2 separate regions of the Gasterosteus aculeatus genome follow, and region 2 is linked to region 1. A link is a contact called in public Hi-C data. All regions are on one chromosome and are shown on one strand. Each heading gives the region's core, a stretch centred on a gene start, on an enhancer-like site or on the middle of the called end of the contact. The rest is flanking DNA. Distances are from core to core; before and after follow the strand shown.

Region 1 (7,810 bases), core at 1,969-4,468:
GTAATTAATACCAAACGACAATTCTGAATGAACCAGTTGTAATCATATGAAATACTTTCTTTTTGAACTGCTACCCCAGTCATGAGGCCTCTGACTTTAGCAGATCAGATCTCTCGTGTCAAAGCCACCGTCTTCTGACGCACAATCTCCAGACAACAATGGAGTTGAGTCTGATATACAATTAGATGGCCTTTAGCTTGACCTGACCTAATATGATGACTTGTCCTGTGTGTGAACAATGTCTGAGTAATTAATTGAGTTCAACATTAGTATAGAAATTGACAATATGTACAGTTAACTTATATGCAGTTCCAAAGGAGCATGTGTTTACAAGACGGAGCAACGATCAGCTGTTGAAGACGTTGAAAACGGTGGATTCATTACGTGTGGGACTTTGCGCTGCCGCGGTGTTGAACATAGATGGACTATTTTAGCTTTTCTACATATTTTAATCATTGTATTGAAATAAATAATTAGGGCCTGAGCCGACTGAAAGATTATGATCATTCTTTCGCCACTTCAATTGTACTTTTGAGGCCTTTATCATATTCAAAAACTCTTGGATATGCTCTACAAAAAAAGTAAATCATGTTATGCAAATGCGCCTAACTAGATTTTACACCATTTTGGATTTTGTGAAAAATAGGTTTTTGACGCTGACGCTGACAGCCAGACGCTGGCTCCGATTCTCATGAAATTTTCAGGGAATCACTATTGGCTCAATGCCATCTAAAGTTATTGAAAGCTTGTTTTTATATATATTATTATTTGTCAAAGTTATGGACCAAGTTTATAAAGAGTGTGGCCAAATAGTTAAAGATCTATGACCTGTAATTGGCCTGTCCTCACCGAATAGGACCTTTAGGATATGTCGGGTCCATGAAGGTACTTTATTTTTTCAGAATATCTGAACATTAGGAGGTGCTGCACTCAATCGCTGAATATTTGCTTTTCAATTTCCATCAGATTTTGCATTCATAAAAGAACAATCTCCTACGAGAGTTAATATCCAATCAATTTCGAGTCCGGGCAAATTGATCCTGACACCTGTGTGCTCCAGTTATCAAAATCAAGAGTTTTAATGCAACTACCTGGGTGTGGCCTGGCATCCATTTGGTTGATTTTCTTGAAAATGTAAAATGTTATAACTCATAGGAACATTTTTATTTCTGGCCAAAATGTCTTATTCATGATGTTAGTGTTGGCTTTAAAGTATTCCCACGCACTGATTTTCAAAAAATCATAGCGCCACCTATTGGCATTGGGAAATGCAAACGTTTTACACTTTGATGGGCTACTCCTATTCCTTTTATCTAAGCGACCTCAAATTTGGGCAGATAAGCCTTAATACTTTGATGATTGTTCACATCGAATATTTTCGAAAGTTTTCGAGTTTTCAAAAAACTTTGTTGCCGTGAGAACATGGCCTTCGTATGAAACTTCAAGCAAATATAGAAAACTCAAAAACTCTTAAACCTCTGTCAGTGTCCTAGGTAATAACATGCAGACCTATTGTGGAGTTTTGGCTCAAAAGTGGTAAATTGCCTCCATAGCGCCCCCTGGCATTTTTGAACAAAGTTTCAATCTTTTTTAAACACATTTAGAATTAAAGATGTAGTTACTTCATATGATTTCAATTCTTCCTAACGACACTTTGGCTCGATAGCGCCCCCTATACGTATCAATAAAGCAGCCCCAGCAACTGCGCTGATCCAGGTGCCCTCTTTTGGAGGCCACAGCTGTGATCCAGCTGTTCAGATTTCTCCTCCATATCGGCAGAGCAGGCTTGAAAACAATGAATCATCTTTGTCAAATGTCCCGCTGTGACCGACATGACTGGACCTCTGTCCACATCGTCGCTAGAGAGAAATGATCCCATTGATGAAAGCTGAGGTCTAAAGAGTCACTTTTCCACAGCTCTGCTGTCTTCACGAAGCCGACCAGCTTGCCATACAAGTTTAAATGCTGGTGCCTGTGGCATGCGGAGACATATTCAGTGTGTTCATTTCGCAAATTATATCTGCCACAACTTTACTCAATCAGAGAAGTGTATACTTCACAAGTGCTCACTTCTCTGTGCACCAGAAGTTGTATGATTTGCTCCCATTCCTTGACTTGACTAAATGCTCTCAGCTTTAATTGTCTATTAATATTTCCGCCCTGTCTCCTCTTGGGTCATTCTTTCCCTGCTCTTCCCCAAATAGAAAAGAATGTTTTAGTTAGTTATTTTGAGTTCCTCGGGCTCTTTTACTTAGGCGGCGTTGTTGGCAACACTTATTTAACCTCGGCCGCTGACATAAATACTGACGTAAAAAGCAGATATAAAGTAAACATTCTTTAAATTTTCCTCAACTGTCCTTCTGTTATTTGTTTTGTTGTTTTATTCAACACAGCAATACAAAACGTGTTTGCCATGATGTCTGGTTACAGGATGCACAAAGAGAGTCAACGACACTGCTCTGTCACCGTGCAGAGTCTGGAAACGTCCAGAGCACAGAGGGGAAAAATATGACCACCTCCCGCCCACTCTGCTAACCTGGTGAAGCGATGGGTGTCACCATCAGAGCCGGCTCCATCCCCCTGAAGGTGTCACGTGGAGGGCTCTGCTTATTTCCTTGGAGCCACCATGTTGTGCAAGACTTCCCGTGCAGATGGTCTGAGCTCAGGAGGAAGCTGCAGAGCATCTGCAGTGGACAACTTTAATCTACATATACTTTCCCCCCCCAGGCATACTGGATTGGATATCAAATAGCTGCACATTCCACAACCATATGCATGCACTGTACAGACATAAGCTCTGTTTCTAACTGAGCTTATGTCTGCCGAAGCCAATCTTGCAGTTCATCACATACAGGTAAAAAAACAAACAGTTAATTGCTTCTCTTCTGAGCTTTTAGGTTTCCATATAAGGCTCCAGCAGCAGCAAGAGATTTGCATTCACGTGTTTATGCATATGAGTTTATGCATATGATACTCAAATAATCAAATAACAATATTGTAACCCTGGAGTCCCTGAAATGTAAATCTATGGACATGTGACTTCTCTCTTTACCAGCTTCAACACCCGCAATACAGGCAAACATCCACGTGCCTGAGTGTGCAGACAATGATTCAATGAAAAGCTGGGAAAATGAGAGAGGGAGGAGGACTGCACCACAGGAGGAATACAAAAGACGAGGACGACCGGAAGTGCTGCTGCTCCCAGTTCGGCCTGAGAGAGGCAGAAGAGAGCTGGAGATGGTCTCCCTGAGCGAGCTGGCTGAAGAAAGTACATCCTGTCATGTCATTAAATGACATCTTCATGGTCAGACAAGACTTCAGTCACTGCTTTGAGTTTCCTCAGATGTCGCTAAACAGTTATGGAACAGAGGTGATCGTTAGCAATTAAGCAGACACAAAATGCAGAATGGTGCTAAGCCTCCAATGCAAGGCAATTCCTATATGCTTAAAAAGATTCAATGCAGTGTCCATGGCATGACGTCCTCATCTTGCACATGCACTTTGTATAGATATAGTGCATGGGATGTGCGTGAACTACAGCAGATGTTTCTGAGTAAAATCGTCATAAAATTACGCACATCTCCTGCTGAAATTGAGGATGACATCAACACAGTCTCGGAATGGCCTGACAATGATTCATCCCATCAAGGTCTTCTCAATTATAGAAAAGGGGAACAACTGAAAACTAGATTTCTCTCAGCTTATAACGTTTAACTTACTGCTGTGGTACAATGATCAAGTGCTTCATCCAATTTTTCTATGATAATCAACAGAATAGTTATTAAAACAATCTATTTTCTTTGTGTACTTGGTTTTGTTTGTGTCTATTCTATTGTTTCAGTTAGCAACAATGTTTTTTAGTTTTTTATTACCTGTTAATATTTGCCGGTTAATATGAAATTGAATGTAAAATGGGACTTTTCCCTGCATATGCTAAACAAAGCTGGATTTGACTTAAAAGGGATGACACGCTGAGGGGGAGTGAGTGTGCAAGGCTGCTCCGTGGTTATGTGGGGGTGTATGACAGTTTTTCACCAGTTGGGCAGCAGGTGGTAATCATTTTTAGCCCAGGAGCCTCGTGCTTCAGCTCTGCCCATTCCAGAGCCTCCACCGAGGCTCAGAGTGGGAGTGGGTGTTGTGTCAGCGGTTACTCACATGAAGGCTTGTAGTGGGGGATCAATAATCAAATAGCAAGATGACTTCTGATTGTGTTTGTCTTGTTTTACCAACTCTGTTGTGATTCCCCGCTCAACATGTCGTGGTGATTTCCCAGTGGGTTGATGGCAGAAGGATTGTTGGTGGATTAAACCGTCTGGTGCTTTAGCAAATTGTTACAGTAGGTGCAAGAAACTCTGCAGCAGAATGGAAGAAAGAACTTTGTATTGATAAAACTCAATTTGACAGAAAACAGAAGAAAAACACAAATGTCTTACAACTAAAAGGAAGTCACAGGAATGTGAATGTGAATAATGAAAATAAAGTTGATTTTATCTGCTGTTCTGGAAGTCTATGTTAAATAGATGTCAGGAAACGGTAGATTTCCATTTTTCTGACAGTTTCAAGGACTTTTCTTCTACTCTGCCTTAAAAACTGAGATTGAAACAGCTGCCGTGGTTGATGTAGTAATCCCCACATTCATTTGCTGTTTTGAGCTTTAACAGCTTATAACAAAACCGTGGCTATTGCCAAGTTAATGGTGCAAATCTACCAGTTTACACATTTCAACAAGGTGTACATTATGATTGGAAGACATTTTGAAAACGGTCTGATTTACAAGGGGGGAACACACAGCAACTTTTCATTTCATAATGGCTCACTGTAACATAATGACGTACTGGAAGCCGGCTCGCAGATCACATTTCTTTTCTGTCATATTGTGAGAAGTTGCACAGTGAGCATGGGGGGGGAAACGGCGGCGACATTCTGCCAACTTTAGCGATTTGGATAAATGCAGCAGGATCTCTGCCATTCTCCTGTGTTTGTTTGCACAGTATGTCTTCAAATATACTGTGTCGGGACGTGGGGTACATGAGAGGGATTCAGAGGAGGCACGCTCAATATGGTGACACAGATGGCTTTCGACTCCTCCGAGACGTCTGCTTACTGTGAGTTACACCCTCCGTGCCAGATGCAAATTGAAATGGATGATGGACAAAGATATCAAATTCCTCTCTCTGAATCTAAAGGGCAGCCACCGCTCACTAAACCTCACGCCAAAATAATTGTGTTGGACATTACTTAATAACCGCAAATGCTTTTCATGGCTTGCATCAAGGCCCGGCTGTGTAGGTATGATCTAAAAAGTCTCTGAATAAATTCCTCCACAAATGGGATTCACATGTTAATGCAACAGGCTGAGCTTGTGCAAACAGCCTCCCTTCAGTTCTCATGGAACCTCACAGCTAAGATAATTTAGCTTGTTGGCTCCGTCAACGTGTTCAAAACGCTTTCATTTTCAGAGGAGTGTCAATAGATTTTTCGCGTTGGCTTGCGACTGGAGCAGATCTGTCAACAGAAGGTTGCGTAAGCACTCTGATGAAAGTATTATGTATTATTACATGAAACTATTGTACTGCACTTTTTCTAAATTTAATTTTCCGGGCTAAATACCATGTCATTAGCCTCATCAACTCTGGAGCATCCATCACGCAAACAGACAAAGTCAGTGACTGTGAGTGAGGGGAAGCTTCCAGAGACCAAAATAAGCCTTAAAAGGAGAACAAATACTGAGTTTATATTTCAGGTGTCCAGGAACAGGACTGCAAATAGATACTAATGTGGCTCTGCATCTGCTGCATGTGTATTTTACTGTCTGTTGACTTCATGTTTCTATTTTTTTAATGGTAGTGGTTGAAGGCACTGTTTTGATATCCGTTTAGACCAAAAAGCACTATTAATATTTATATATTCTTATTATTATACATGTTTGGGTTGAATAACAAACATCATATGAGCAAAATAACAAACCCAACTCTCTAATGAAAGTGCATTAACTCCTGCATATTACATAAATAGGCAACCAAAGAAATAGCCGTGGGTAATTTGAGTTCCGAACAAGCAGTTAAATGTTTGTTTACCGCGGCTATAAACGGTTTCCAATCTTTCCTGTCTTCTTGTTTGTTGGCTTCTACGTTAAAATGACAAATTAAGCAAAAATAGCTTTCAAATTACAGGCAGGACTCGATTTTAAAGAACATCCATCACATCTGAGATTGACGCTAAATGAAAACAATGACAGATGTAAGTCTGGCTGGTACTTCTATAAATCATCTCTTTCTCAATTAAGTCAACTTGTGGCAATATATAAAGACTATTTTCTTCAAATTACAGACCCCTATGTTGTTTATTGTTAGTTACAAATTTGGAAAACTTGAACTCTATTTTTTGCTCCGTCGTAGCTTTGGCTTTACCTGAACGGTTCTCATAAAGCAAGATCCTTCTATATCATCCAGGTATGGAGTTTCAATTATAGACTTTATTATAGATAGATTTTATTTTCAGATCCAGAAACAATTGACTGTGCTAGCATGCTTTGGTTCTCATTAAAACCCCCAAAAATCTGGATCAGGAATCTGATCATTTAGTCAGAATTTAGTAGGTACGTATTCCGCAGTGCGTCGGCCATCATGTGAGGATTGAAGTGTAATTTACTGGTTGATATATTGTCATAAAATTAACACGTTAAGACTTTTGTGATTGATCTTTGGTGCAGCGTGAATTGCAAAGTGCCAATGAGAATGTTCAGAAGAAAAGGCCCAGTAGCAGCTTTTGTTTTGATTATAACTCAATATGGCTAATTTGCCACCTTCAAATACTCAAGAAGAAATATGTTAATCGTCATCACATGAAGCTTTGAGAGCAATTTGAATGTTATTTGCAATATCAGGAAACAAGGTGGAACTGAGAACTGTGCAGAAGGAGCTGAGGATCAGCTTCAGTAGAACAACATACACCACCTGCAGCTGATCTGGAGGCAGCAGCACTGCAGCTAAAACCAAAGAGCTGATGGTGGATTTGCCATGGGAAACACTGTCCCATGGGATACACTGTCCTCCGGACAAGGTAATGGACGTGTCTTGTGTCGAAGTGTCCCTGAGCAAAACTCGGATAATTCAAAATAAAATGTTTTTCCTTCTCTGCGTCCGGGTGCCAAGTAGCCCGGTGGTTGGGGACCACAGCTACAACTAAATTATCCATACAGAGCCCCGTGTTCCTCCTCCTCCTATGCGAGAGCTCTGGCTCAATTTCCCTTATTGCTACATCCTAGTTTATTAGGTGGATGGACCAGGCAGAGAGCAGTGGAACCCCCCCTGCTCATAGTCCTTGAGAATTAACTACCTGCCTCAAAGATTGTCCCCATGGAAACCTAATCAGCTGGGAAAGAGAGAGAGAGAGAGAGAGAGAGAGAGAGAGAGAGACACACACAGCTTGTGAGGCCAAGAGGATGACGCAGAGACAGAAGGAGAGGGAGAGCACTGGTGGGTTTTTTGATGCAAGGAAGACACAGTCATGGCATGGGTCTCTCCTCTCATGCTTTTAATTAATTCATCATTCACTTCGACTCTTACAGCAATGAGTGAAAAAATGATGAAAGCGTAGTCTAAGTTAATGCATCAGTGTACTAAGTGTTATGAAAGCAACTCCTTCATCTTCAACTCAATCATTGGATTTGTGTAAAAAGTTGAGGTTTGTTCCAAAAAGCATGCGTTACAAATATACAAAGTAGCACCTGGAAATAAAATGTCCTTTGCTTTTCTGTGAGATGTACCATAATTACAGTGTGTTTGTTTTGTGTTGTTTTTTTGCCTCA
Region 2 (7,810 bases), core at 3,030-5,529, 39 kb after region 1:
ACTGTTCCCGTGTGTCATTGAGGTGCATTTTAGGATTTTAGCGTGTCATATAAAAGCCACATGCTCAATGTTTTATGGATTGGATGGATTATCGTGTCCCTAGACGCCACGCTATGACCACAGAAATCACCTTGTTATGTTTTGACAATAAAACAACAGTAAACGATGGTTTAGAGAAAACAACCTCTTGCAAACAAAATGACTTACGAAATTGCTGTGTGACACATACAACATTTGGTCAACATTTGGTAGCTATTTTCCAGTTGGATGATGATGGATGAAGACCTTTTCTTTAAGAGGTGCACAAATGTGTATTTAAGACATAAATAGGAGAATGTGATTAATGGGTTTAATGTAATTTATGTCTATAATGTCATTACATATAATCAAATAGCAATTGTTAGGCAATTGGTTGGTATGCGGTTGTGTGTCAAACAAAGTGTGTCATCTTTAGGATGAAAAGGATTTCAGGTAATACTTGTTTCATATTTATTATGCACTTGTTCTTTTTGTACCATATCTTTATTACAATACTTACTGTTAAATTGTTCATAGCACTTTCTACCCCAGGTACGTTATGGCGGTGACTTAGATGCCTGAGGGAGGAGATTGATAAGCTGCTGCAGTTCTTCTTTGTTGTACTGAGACCTCTTCAGTGGAGCACTCTCCTATTGATGAATAAGGATTTGCTGGCACAGTTCACAGTAATTGTTTTTTGGAAAAGTACCAACTTGTCCCCCTATTTCCCCTCTACTGTGTTTGCTCTATTTTTGCTCTTCGTGGTTGAAAAGTGATTGAGAATCAAAGCCATCAACATTAAAATAAAAACTGCAAAATGTAAAATAAGAGAAAGATCTGAATCTGTGAATTTTCACCTTTTCTCCCTCTTGCAGATTCCCCACCTTGGTAAAGCTGAAGCAGGGGTGCAGAAACCGTTGGATTGATTTTAATCAATCTCGTTATTGTAAATTACATCACAGCCTCACAACTGACTCAGTTATTCAAGCACCTGTAGAATACACACTTTCTACGGTCGATGTCCTACCACTCAATCAACTCTAAACGAACAAAAGATGAGTGCAGAATTGGGGCTTAAGCTTCTTCAGGTGTCTTTGTGTTCCTTTAAAGTGCAGCAGTACTCTCTCTCTCTCTCTCTCTCTCTCTCTAGCAGCCATCATTGTGCATTGTGCTTTGGTAATAATCCCTTCAAGAAGGTCCGCAATTTACTATCCCACTGTACTCGCCATGCAAGTAACATCGATTCTGCATGTAAAAAGGATTTGGACCTGCAGTACTTCAATATTCTTTGCCATTCTTAACGGTATACAAACACATAAGGAAACAGCCAACTGGGTGTTTTTGAATCTTACTGTAACTGTCGGATTATACATGTTTATTAACCGTTTACAAGCATTCATTTCCATATTCTCTATGCGGGTGTCTCTCTGACTATGAAACTCTCTGTCTTGTCTGGTTTGAACGCGAGCAGAACACAGCCTACGTCATCCTCATCAATTCGGGAAGCAGAAGTATCTAAACACAGCACCATCTAGAGTCCACACAGCCTCATAGCTGCGAGGAACGTGGTCCATGAAGGCAAAGCAAGAGTGGGAAATGTTGTCACCCATTTTGGTATCAAGTCAAGCACAGCATGTTCTGAAGGAGTCAAGTAGGAGCAACATGGGCCAAAAGGACAAAATGATGAAGAAACAACCTATTTTTAAGATTTCCGTTATGATTGCATGAGCATGTTTCGTTTTTTACACAAAAATCAAACAACCCCAGAAAGTCTCTCCCACTTTAGTTAGGAAACTACATCCTGTGATTCACTAGTAGCGATTTGCCTTTTTCTGGGTCCTTGACTGCCTGAAAAGTACTCATTTCGTGAGAGGGCTGTCCTGGTTTCTGTGGGAAGGAGGATGGAGGCGAGGTCAGTGGTGATTCCTGAAAACTTTTTTTTTCCTCACTCTCACTTATGTGGGCATTTGTTTATGTAACTGTGCCTGCAGCGCTGACGCCTCCCTCTTCAGGGATCTATTACAAACCAGAGGGCGTTCGATGTTCAAATATGCAGGCGCAAAAAGGTGAAGGTTTTATTGGAGTTCAAAATAATGTTTATTGGCAATTTTTAGTGTATTTGCTAATTACACCTAAATTAGCTGCATGGATCACATGCTCACACTTATGGCTTTGGCTACCGAACAGCTGTGAATCAGCAGTTGGAGGTTAAATGACCACCTAACCCTACCTGTGACTCCTGTCCCCATTACATATGCAGAAAGATTGAGGGTTCTTCAGCAACCATTTGTCCATCGATGAGCTCTCAGCCTGTGGAGCAGAAGAAATAAGAAATGTGAGCTAACATTTAATCAGAGGATTTCTTCCCGGGCCACAGATGATGGCTGCTAGTTTGTGAGTTTAATTAACATGAATAAACATGCTACAGAGATACAGAAATGAACCAGTTTACAGGCTGGTCTCTTTCTAAGATGGTACACATGGTTTTGTTGATAGATATTTGCCACTTAGCAAGTTGGAAGAAACCCCCAGCTCGCTAACAGAGGTGGTAAAATGTACATTAATGACTAATATTGTGCAAGCAATGCAGGGTTCAAAAGACGTGAAAGGGATTATAATAAAGAATATGTTTCAGGGATTTGCAGGTGGTCTATATTGCTACAAAGTGTTAATGAAAGTGATCTTAAGTGTACAAATGGGATAAAGTCATTATTTAGCGAACAATGTCATTGTCGAAATAGGTAACGATAAACTGTTTTGTGATGGTCTTTTTATAAAAGCTTAGGTTGAAACCGACCTGGCTTAACCTCTGTAATCTTAAGAGCCCTCAATGTGCTGTTTCCACAAAAATAGCATTAAAGACTGTTGTAAAAATACATGTTTATGTTGAGTTTAATTAGGAAACCATTATATCTCTGTAATAGCAACCTGACCCTGTGTGGAGGGCCAAATGATTGCTGAAAATAGAGCGTAATTTCCACCCCTTTATGTCACCATGACCACAAAGCTATTAGTTGAAGAAAGTCCCTGCCGGTTACAATCTAAAAGTAGCCACATTGTAAATGCACCAGACAAACTAACTCATGTCGGAGGAAATTACTTTTTCATGTTGATGTTGTCTACTGTCATTTACCCAATCTCAAAATCCCCATGCCGCCACAGCACAGCTCCTCACTCCCGCAGGCTCAGTCTTCTTGAGGAGACATAGCTGGGACATTAATGACGAGGAAAGACAATGACTGATAATCACTCATAACCGGTTCCACTGTTATCCTGACTCATGTTGCTTGGACAGTTATTAGTGTTCCTTCTAGATGTCTCTCTCTCTCATAGCTTGGGTAGAGGAGGAAACAAGCCAACATTACAACAACGTGCAGACGCCCACGTTGGGTTATCCCTTCCACACTTTAGAGATGTGTACCCAGATCCGCCCACTCCACCGAGGAGGGATGGAATGGAGGGTGTTGCCTTAAATCCCGTGTGCTACCGTGTGCGTTCCGTCTCTGCTTTTAATTGGACGAGGAGATGCGGTCACGATGACGGTCGCCGGAACAGGCCGGCCCCGTGCACAGCCGAGTCAAGGACACACCCCAACGGGACTATTCAATAACTGCCTTTTAAGTAACACATGAAGAGATCATCCCTCAGTCCCATAATCAGCTGGCAATGAGCCTGAATACAACAATGTCTCAAAATGTATGTGTGTGTTTTACAAAATAATATTTAAAAAAAAAAAATTGAATATTTGTATATATATATATATATATATATATATATATATATATATATATATATATATATATATATATATATACAAATATATATATATATATAAATATTCATATATATATATAAATATAAACATATATATATAATTAACGATGTATATAATTAACAAATTAACTGCTAATATTTCCTGTTTAATACATCATCATGTTGTCAGGGATAACGCGCATGTGACTTGAACAGGTAATCCTAGTTCCGGTACCTTTGGTCCTACGTTAACATCTGCGTAGTTTGCTGTCCATGATCGTCTGTCTCTGTCTCCGTGCACGGATCCCTCCCTTTTCTCTCCCCGTTCAAGGCCCCTCCCCTCCCTGCGCCGACACGGTCACTCTCACACTTACACACGCGCACGCAAACACCTCTCCCCCGCACGCTCCCTCCCGCCTTGGCGCTGTCTCATTCACCTCGGTACGCCATCCACGCACGGAGTCGGAGTCGGCTCGGGGGGGGCGGGGTTGGATATATAAACCGCGGAGAGGAGGCCACAAGCTACACCGAGACAGGACCCACTTGCAGTGCAAAGACCTCAAGCAAAGAAGACTCCGAAGCCGGGAGTAGAAGTACCAACATTTATCCTGGAGCCTAGAGAGAGAAGACAATCGAGACCACGGCGTTTGGTTCGACGGACTGTCTGCTGGAGCTCCGGTACAGCCAATTTGTAAACCCGCTATACACCAGTTTATCTGGACATAGCAGCTAAACAAAGTTGGTAGTAAACTCTTTGGAGTTTGGTTAGAGTCAATATTATTTCTTCGCTTGAGTGAGTGGACTGCACTGAAACTTGGGATCGACCCGTCCGGGGTCGAGCTTGGACCTGTCGCGTCATTTCTGCGGCATCGACCACTGCAAAAGTTTTGGACCGGATCTGAAGACTTCGAGTCGAGCAGATCGTTTTATAAGGTAAGGAAAGACGACCAGCTTTACTCGGCTTTACTTTATTGTCTTTGCTTCGTCCTGTCAATGTGTGCTTCCTGTGAATACGGGGTTCTGTGTTCAACATGGAAAGCTACAAAGTGAGTATGAGTGATGAGGTGCATGCATGTTTGTCTGCGCGAACTTCTTGATCGCTGTCCGTGGTGCTGAAATTCTCTCCCCCGGCAGTGAGCAGCATGCGTTGCTTTTCGCACACATCTGAAGCTGTCTGGTCCCCGTAACGTCTGTTTCGTTGTGTTGATCGATAGTTCTGGCGCTATATCGTAGGATTGTTCTCAATATTCTGTTGTTCCCTGTGAAGCCGATCAGTAACAATTTCATTGTTCAGCTGCAGAAAGTTAGAATGCAGCAACAGGTTGCCGTACAACTTTCAGATTTTCTCCCATCACATATTACCAGGCATTAAATGCATTTTGTAAGTAAATCTGAATCTGAGCAACACACACACGTTCTTTAAACCATGAGCACACATGTGCACAAGTATTTGCACAGGGCAAACCTGTAAAGGTTGTACACTTTGCTTTTACAAAGTTCGTTTCAGCAAAAGAGATCATTCTTGCAGAAGAATGACTGAGAGTGAACCAAAGTCCTCCAGGTGTCTGCATTAGACAAATAGCTATCAGCTTGCAGCTTTCTGGTGCAGTCATGCAAATAACTTACTAACCATTTGCAGCCAGTACAACATTGACACACCGTATCAAATGCCTGCTCTGTTTTAATTTGCAACATTAAGTTAGTTATACACCTAAGATGAATTCTGTATCTGTATTCTGCAAAAGTCTTTACGGCAGCTTAAATGGAGAGCATGCCGCTGATGGCAATTCTGCAGTTCTGTACTGTTTTTCACACTGAATCTGCAAAAAAATAAACCCTGTGTCCATAAAACAGATGGACCGCTTTTGTTGGGCTGCGTGCTTTGCAGTATTACTGTTGACGACAGCAAATGGATAAGCAACGAACGGAGAGAGGGGTGGAGAGAAACAGAGTTATCCTACGACAGCTGGACTTCTTTCTTTTCACTGTGTGCTTCGTCAGATGCCCATTCATGGAGCTTCCGGTTGAGAGATACACCCACATACACAAGGCAGAGGTCTTCGTGTTGTTCACAAAGAGGCGAGGATGAGAGGGAGGGAGAGATGGGAGGAATGTGATTATGAGTGTTGTGCCTGAAAAGTGCAGGTGCTTCTCGCGGCGAAGCTCGCTGTAGGCATCAATTGTTCCACGGTGTGCAATACCCCGTCACTTTGATCAACCCCTCGGTCGCATACACGACAAGCAGGCAATTATTCCTGAGCATTTAACAAGATCTTCCTTCCGTATGAAGGACCCAAGTTATTAATAAGACAGAGAACATTAGTAGGAAGAATAAGAATCCCGAATGTCTGTAAAAAGATGTTGCTGAGCAACAGTGTTTCCTCCTTTCTTCAGTGCTCCACGGAGCATCCAACATTTTAAGTCTGTCCAGTCAGGTAGAGATGCTTTGACATTGAGTCTGACTCTGCACCCTCTCTCTCTCTATACATGCACAGTTAGTCATTCAAAGTTTATATGAGGTTAATTACAGTCCACATAAAGCAAGTTTTCAGCAGGAATTTTGTGCATAAAAAATTGTACTAGGTTATAGTGATGCATCTTTGGTACCCTGCATGCATTTGAGTTAATATGCAAGAGTTCACTCTTGATCCATATTACATTCAACTTTGCACTCTGGTATCCAATGCATAAGTGTATGCAGTCACACTGCGCAAGGGATACAAAATAAGCATCCTTCTTGTTTACGGCTCAATTGGAGGAGTGCATAGCACAAACAGAGGAACTAATAGGCGTCTTCTGGTTGCCCGTGGCAATGCTTCTGTGGACGTCAGACTGACGCACATGATTCGCCATGCAGTTTGGTGTGTGGGAGGAAAGAGCGAGAGCTTGGAAATACCAGTCTACTGTGAAGGACTGTAATTGCAGTGCCAGAGCAATTATGTCCCGAAGGACTGGGCATTTTAGATCACTGAATCTGCCCCGAAGCCCTATGATACTGATCAGCAGCAAAACCCTGATGCATTAATATCAGTTCAACAATTAAAATGCATCTCATGAATGTTGTGTGTGTGGGGGTAAATGCATTTCATTTTCAGGGCTTTTATCCTGCATACTAATTTGTAGTGTTTTGTTCAGATTATTGAGATGTTGGAGTACTCTGACAGATTTGTTTTCTTTTTTTCATTCCCTGTTTCTGTGCAGCTTCATTGGTGATATTGATTCCCTAAAGACTGCAAAATTCAACAGTTCTTCAGAGGGATTTCAGAGATACATCAAAAAAGACCTGGTCAATCCAGCAATCAAAGAAAGTGCCCCCCATCAAAGCCCACCCGATGGCGTGGTCAGCTCTTACCGGCCCCTGTGTGGCCCTTGTTCTACTCTTCTTCGGTTTGACCTCCTGCACGCCCTCCGGCCCAGCCTCTGCCACCTGCGCCACCCTGGAACAGAGTCGCTTCTTTGGTGTATTCTCTTCGACATCCACCCTGCACTCCACGCCATGCTCCTGGACCCTGCAGAACCCTGATCCTCGCCGCTACACCGTCTACATGAAAATCACTAAGCCGACCGACTCCTGCGTGCCCCGCCAGATCAAGACCTTCCAGTTCGACTCCTTCATCGAGACCTCTCGCACCTATCTGGGCATGGAGAGCTTCGATGAGGTCGTCAAGCTGTGCGACGCATCAACCACTGTCACATACCTGGAGTCCACGAAGCAGTTCCTGCAGATCCGCAAGGTGGCCGCAAGAAACGGCGTGGAGATGCTGGAGGGCCAGAATGATGTCAATGAGTTCAAGGCTGAGTTTCTGGTCGTGGGGAAGAGGAACCCAAGCATGCCTGCCTGCCAGATGCTGTGCCAGTGGCTGGAGAAGTGCCTGTCCAGTAGCACCCATGATTATCCCTGTGGCATCATGAATACTCCCTGCCAGTGCTGGGAAGTCCCAAAGAGGAAGCCCGGGAGCTGCTACAAAGGCGGTGTCTACGTTGAGAAATGCCTTCCTGTTCCCCGTGACAATGGACGCGATGCTGAGATCATCATCAG

What was found. Hi-C and Micro-C count contacts between places; a contact is called where the count stands out from the background.
Region 2: a contact with region 1 is called in a Hi-C map of skeletal muscle, with 2.2 times the contacts expected there. The contact joins the promoter of LOC120826449 here to the enhancer-like site in region 1. A contact is called at or near these places in 2 of 6 Hi-C or Micro-C datasets (both in skeletal muscle).

Annotation. Positions count from the first base shown.
Region 1 is chr10:6,675,418-6,683,227 of fGasAcu3.hap1.1, forward strand. No RefSeq gene overlaps it. Among protein-coding and RNA genes, the nearest start is that of LOC144383461, 15 kb to the right of the region's middle. Within about 2 kb of position 3,219, at least 2 of the 9 cell types and tissues checked have open chromatin away from gene starts, as enhancers often do.
Region 2 is chr10:6,713,359-6,721,168 of fGasAcu3.hap1.1, forward strand. It overlaps LOC120826449 (adhesion G protein-coupled receptor B1), which reads left to right and starts at 4,280. Exons shown (of 31, transcript XM_040188744.2): 1 at 4,280-4,704; 2 at 6,973-7,809. The coding sequence starts at 7,104.